Regions from separate parts of the Zea mays genome. Here region 2 is linked to region 1. The links are chromatin contacts, called in public Hi-C maps. All regions are on one chromosome and are shown on one strand. Each heading gives the region's core, a stretch centred on a gene start, on an enhancer-like site or on the middle of the called end of the contact. The rest is flanking DNA. Distances are from core to core; before and after follow the strand shown. Region 1 holds the start of LOC100279825 (DNA-directed RNA polymerase I subunit 1). Region 2 holds the start of LOC542606 (lesion22).

Region 1 (2,793 bases), core at 211-2,710:
CACTGGTGCACCACATGCAGACGCTCCACGCCTACTATCGCTCCACTACCTCCCACCAGGCTCCAGCGCCTTCCTCCTCCGTGCATGCTTCCTATGTCCTCTCCGACTGCTCAGAAATGTTCTTCAAGTCCAGTGACCCAAACCTCCCCGTCGTCCACCTGCCACCTCCATGCCCACCGGCCAGCCTCTACAATTTTGGCAGGCGGCACCTCAAATCTTCCTACCCACCACTCACTGCCAGAACACCTTCCCGGATCTCCTTCTACAGCTGCCAGAACAGGTAAATAGACTATGTCCAGACTCTCTATCCTATTCCTTATCTCATTTCTATTTCAAACTCCACTCTGTAAACAGTGCAATCTACAGTACAAAACAATACTTTGCACGACCGTTTACACGGTCTGCTGGAGATGGCCTTAACCCCAAATCCCCAACCCAGTCTCAATTTCTAGTATATTTTTTGGTAAAATTTTGGTAACTTGTTGATATAAGATTTCAGTCACCTGGTGTGGAGTATAACTTCAGAGCAATGCATCACGTAAAGTTTATTTGTCAATTGTCAAGTTACATATGAATTAACAACCTGACAGTTAATAGGTGTTTGTATTGCCGAGCACGTTCATTTGACAAAGTTTTCTACCTGCTACTGCTCACTAAATTATAGAGCTAGTGTCAAGTGGATCATGGACGAAAACTTACTCAGCTAAACAGAAGACAACAACATACTAGGAGAACAATCAGGAGGTTATCAAAAACACGAGGTTCACAGCTGGGGGAACCAGACACCAACCTGAATATGCTGCCCGTCAGCCATTATAGACTCCGCACGAGCGGTCTCCCTCCTCGCCGGATTCTCGTGGTCACGAGTAGGGCAAATCTATTGAATACGGACGTCGGAGCGAATGGCCGAGACGATAGCGCGGCGAGCCCAGAGCCAGGACGAGACGTGGCTGCCTGCGACCCGGGAGTCCGAACGCTGGGGGCAGTAGCGGCTCCAGATAATTCCGAAGCCCCGGGCCAAACAAAAGGAAGGACGTTGTCTGCCACTGCTCCTCCCTGTCCCTGGCAGAATCGCCACTGTTCCTCCTTGTTCCTGGCAGAGCCGCAGAGTTGCAGTGGCCGCTGCCCGCTGGGGTGGGCCGGTGGCCGGTGGGGGGCGCCACCAAAGCCCGAAGGCCGGATGCCCAGACGCCGGCGGAGCCGCGGAGCGACGAAGGGAGAGCAGGACTGGGCGAGGGCGCGAGAGCGCGAGACGGCGCGCAGTGAGCGGCGAGCAACGCCGGAGGCCGCTGGCAGCTTGGGGCTGGGCCTTGGCGGGGCGCGGACCAGAGCCGCGGGCGAAGCTGCGAGGCGGCGGCCCGACGAGATGACGACGGCGAGCTCGAGCGCCCTGGCGGCGCGAGCGTGGACAGAAGGATGGAGCCGTGCGTGTGGCGTGGAGAGGGAAGATGCCAGGCTGGGAGTGTGAGAGCGTATTAAAGAAATATGACCTATTGGGCTAATGGGCTTAATGTACTTAGATGGGCCAATCCGCCGGGGGAGGGAGCAGTGTTGTTTCATGCGGGACAGCGGGAGATCGCCGAAAGAGACAGCGGACGTGGGCCGAGGGTTTACGGTTAATGAACTTATGGCTCAATGGGGGGCCGAGGGTTTATAGTTATAGCTTAATGGCTTTAAGATAAGAGTTATTTTACTTATACGAAATGATTTTTCTACAATAATACTCAAAACTAGAGCATGAGGCGTCCTTACAGGCGCCCCATTGTAGAACATACAGTTAGATATGACAATTGGCATGAAATATCCGTGTGTTTGCGGATAATAAACCTAATGGATGCGGATACGGGTAATTTTATATCCGCGGATAGGGATAAGGATATAATAATAGACCTAGAGGATATTTTTTTAGTGGCAAGAAAAAATAGTATCCACACCTGCATATTCGATAAACCCGCTCCATGAATCTGATATGTGGACCTATCTTAGAAAATATATGAAAATAGGGGTTCACTCCCTCCCACCCAGCTCCCAGCCTCTCACCCATCCGCACACTTGCACTCATCACCCATCCGCACACTTGCACTCATCAGGACTCAGGATTCCCATCCAGCTCCCAACCTCCCACCCAGCCGCACTTGTCGTTATTAGGACTCCCACCCAACCATCCTTGCTCCCCTCCCGCAAGGCCTACGGTGTGACTCTCGGTGGCCTGCGACTCCTAATGGCGGGCACATGGTGAGCTCGTGGGTTCCAGATCCAATAGTAAGCCGGCACCCTTGGGCCATTTCTAAGTTGTTTTGGTGATTAGCTAACCAACACACCACTATGGACTAACATTCTTCATATGAGCATGAGTTAGATCAAGCAATTGAAGATGTGAAGTCCATGTTTCTTGTGCCTTTGTTTGGCTACTAACTTCTTTGTGCAAGTAAAGTGGCATTTGGACTTAGTTTGAGCATATTGCAAACCATTATGAAATGAAGTGTTAAAGGTATTATTCTAGCTCTTAGTCAATTGTTTTGTTGCTAACTATATTTGTTTAAGTGCTAGGAATCATCACAAAAAGAGTCAAAAGAAGTGAAGAAGTTTGGCTCAAAGAACCAAAGTTGTGGAAAACTGGGCATCACAGACAGTCCGGTGTGCATCAGACATGTCTGGTGCTGGCCTGGTCAGCTCGCCCAACTGGCTGCTCTTGGGTTTTTGCTCGGGCATGCTGGCTAAAATTCACCGGACAATCTGATGTGCACCGGACATGTCTAGTGGGTCAGGCAGCCAACGGCTCTTCGCCCGCGC
Region 2 (3,126 bases), core at 458-2,957, 830 kb after region 1:
GTCTCTTGCCTTGATTACAAGTCACTTTAAGAACAAGGATGAGGAAGAAGAAAGCGATCCAAGAAACAAGAGCTCAAAGAACACGAGCTCTTGTATTGAATGTGAAGTGCTAGAAACTTTGATGCTTGGAGTGGTGGTGGTTGTGGGGTATTTATAGCCCTCAACCACCACATAGCTGTTGGGGATGGCTGTTGTCGATGGCGCACCGGACAGTCCAGTGCGCCACCGGACATTGTCCGGTGCGCCAGCCACGTCACCCAACCGTTAGGGTTCGGGCGCCGTCGACCGTTGAAGGCTTTGTCTTCTAGTGGCACCGGACAGTCCAGTGTCGCATTGGATAGGTACTGTTCACTGTCCTGCGCCTCTAACGGGCGGCTCTGTTCTGCCGCGCACTGTTGCGCACTGTTCCTCTAAAACTTCAGCTTTTACAGTCGACCGTTGCGCGAAGGAGCCGTTGCTCCGTTGGTGAACCGGACAGTCCGGTGGCACACTGGACAGTCCGGTGAATTATAGCGAAGCACGCTCTGAGAAACCCGAGAGTTGAGAGTTGGACACTGTACGGTCCTGGTGCACCGGACAGTTCGATGCGCTAGACCAGGGCACACTCGGTTTCTTTGCTCCTTTGAATTTGAACACTTTCTTCAATCTTTTATTGGTTTATGTTGAACCTTTATGCACATGTATATCATATACTTTAGAGCAAACTAGTTAGTTCGATTATTTGTGTTGGGCATTCAATCACCAAAATTATTTATAGGAAAAGGTTAAACCATATTTCCCTTTCAGTTATCATGCCCTTGCTGGGGGTGAACTGCATTTCTTTGACTTACGGGCGTCTCCATACAACCATTGTAGGAGCTTCTTGAATTCTCCGAAACTGGGAAGCTTAGAGATCAAGGGGCAAAGAATATATAAGTTTACTGCTATTAGGAGTGTCTGAAGGCTAGGGACCCTAGATTTTAGGTATCCCTTATGGACGACAGTGCTCAAACAAACTTAAGTGTGAAAGTGTCCTGAATCTTAGAGTGTATCGAGGCTCTGGGAGCCTAGGGTTTTAGGCCATGTGTTTTGAGATGAGATGACTCAAATAACTTTACTCTTTCGGTGGGTTTGATATCAAGCTCGCAAGGATGGTGTGCCTCTATCGTTGTTAGATCCAAGGTAGGTCCTAAGTATAGGACCTCAGAAGCGTGTGTTCGGTAGTAGTTGGACCTTCGATGATTTCCTTCTATGTGATGCTTGGAGACATCTTTCCAATACCTATATGTATGCTTCAAACGATGACATATATAGTATTTTTAAAAATGATCATGATGTCTTATAACTAAATAATTTAGTACTTTAAGTATTAAAAATCTTTAATATTATAATATATGATGATTTTTTTGTAGTTATAATCACATATTTTCCGTATGTACATATTTACTAGATATTATAAAATTATCACCATAGTTATTTTCTACAAGTTTAAAAAAAAGGACCCGAGAAAAATGCTAGATAGGTCGGTCTAACTGGAATTGATTTGGTTACGAGTAGATTGAAAAGGACTAGAAAAAATTAAATTAATTAAATTCTTTTCTAATCAAAATTGAATAGAAGGATTTAATTACGTATAAAACTCTTCGATCTAGATCCAAGCGAACTGGGCCTAACAGGCCACGATGGCCCACGCTATTATCCACCATCTCATCCCCACGATCTCCGTTCATCTCATCTCAGATCGTCTCTCATCCAACCTGATCCCATTCACATCCCCTTCCGATTCTCCGTCGCCTGAGCGGCTGAGCCAACTTGCCAAGCCAAGCAAGCCAAGTCGTCGCCTCCCCGACCCAACGCCGCGACCCCCTTGCCCGTCCGCGACCGCTGCAGCACCTCGGATCCCGCCCCAATGGCAACAGCGTGTCCGCCGCTCTCGCTGCCGTCCACCTCCCTCTTCCGCGGCAGGTCCGCCCGCGCCGGGCCCAGACGCAGGCAGCTCACGGCCGTCCGCTGCAGCGCCGTCGGAGGTGAAGCTTCTTCTGTTCTGCTCACAGGTTGGGATGCTTGTGCTGAGAAGTTAATTTAGCTGCTCTTTCGACGTGATGGTGCTCCAGAGGCGGTAGTGGAGGAGGCCTCGCCCAGGACGGCGGAAGAGCCGCTGCTGGTGAGCGCAATCAGAGGGAGGAAGGTCGAGAGGCCACCCGTCTGGCTCATGAGGCAGGCCGGGAGGTACATGAAGGCAAGTTCACTTCCATTTTGTGACGATTTTATCTGTATGTCTGCTAAGCATTTTTGTAGTTAACATGCCAGTGCGCAGCTCGAGGAATGATCTTAAATTGGTTGGTAGTGTTATATAGTCATAGTCTCGAAAAGTGATCAACAATGTATCATGCATGTGAGACATAAGGAATTTAGCCAACATTCTTCATAGAAGGGAACATAAATGCTAAATGTTTGTAGGGTGCTGTGATGTAGGTTCCAGTGGCATGCGGAAAAGTGGACTAGTCAAGGGGGAACTATTAAAAGTCATCATCAAAACTCCCTGCAAAATCATTTTGCTATTTTAAATTGAATGCCGATTCCCGTTCACGCACAACAGACCTAGTGATTGCATGTTGATCTAAATGATCCTGGTACTGAGCTTGTTCGCCTTTTCAGAACCATTACAACTTTGTGTCTGTGACTCACGATTTATATAACAATGCCAAGTTAGCCATGTCTTTTTGAACCGGGATGGGTCTATGTTTCCTTTAAAGGCATGCTTTATTTGTGCAACCGATAGTGAACAACTGAACACCCATCCTTACTAACTTATTACCCTTCGTTTTTTTCTGCAGAGCTACCAATTGCTCTGCGAGCGGTATCCTTCGTTCCGTGAAAGATCAGAAAATGTCGACCTAGTTGTTGAGATCTCTTTGCAACCATGGAAGGTTTTCAAGCCTGATGGAGTAAGCTGCAGACTTTAGCTTTTTGTGTATGTTGTTTAAGGTCTCTGTTTAGAAATTTATCACAAAGCTTACACGGAGTATATGAATTTCAGATATTTCCCAATATCTGTTGGTCTTTGGTGTTGTGCTAATATTTTTCATGTGCTTTTATTAGGTCATCTTGTTCTCGGACATCCTTACTCCACTTCCTGGGATGAAC

What was found. Hi-C and Micro-C count contacts between places; a contact is called where the count stands out from the background.
Region 2: a Hi-C map of bundle sheath shows a contact between it and region 1, with 3 times the contacts expected there. The contact joins the promoter of LOC542606 here to the promoter of LOC100279825 in region 1. A contact is called at or near these places in 4 of 25 Hi-C or Micro-C datasets (bundle sheath, ear, endosperm and 1 more).

The regions. Positions count from the first base shown.
Region 1 is chr1:55,849,313-55,852,105 of Zm-B73-REFERENCE-NAM-5.0, forward strand. LOC100279825 (DNA-directed RNA polymerase I subunit 1) reads right to left here and starts at 1,461. Exons shown (of 21, transcript XM_008657145.3): 1 at 791-1,461. The coding sequence starts at 814.
Region 2 is chr1:56,676,089-56,679,214 of Zm-B73-REFERENCE-NAM-5.0, forward strand. It overlaps LOC542606 (lesion22), which reads left to right and starts at 1,708. Exons shown (of 6, transcript NM_001112140.2): 1 at 1,708-2,006; 2 at 2,094-2,218; 3 at 2,817-2,927; 4 at 3,082-3,126. The coding sequence starts at 1,889.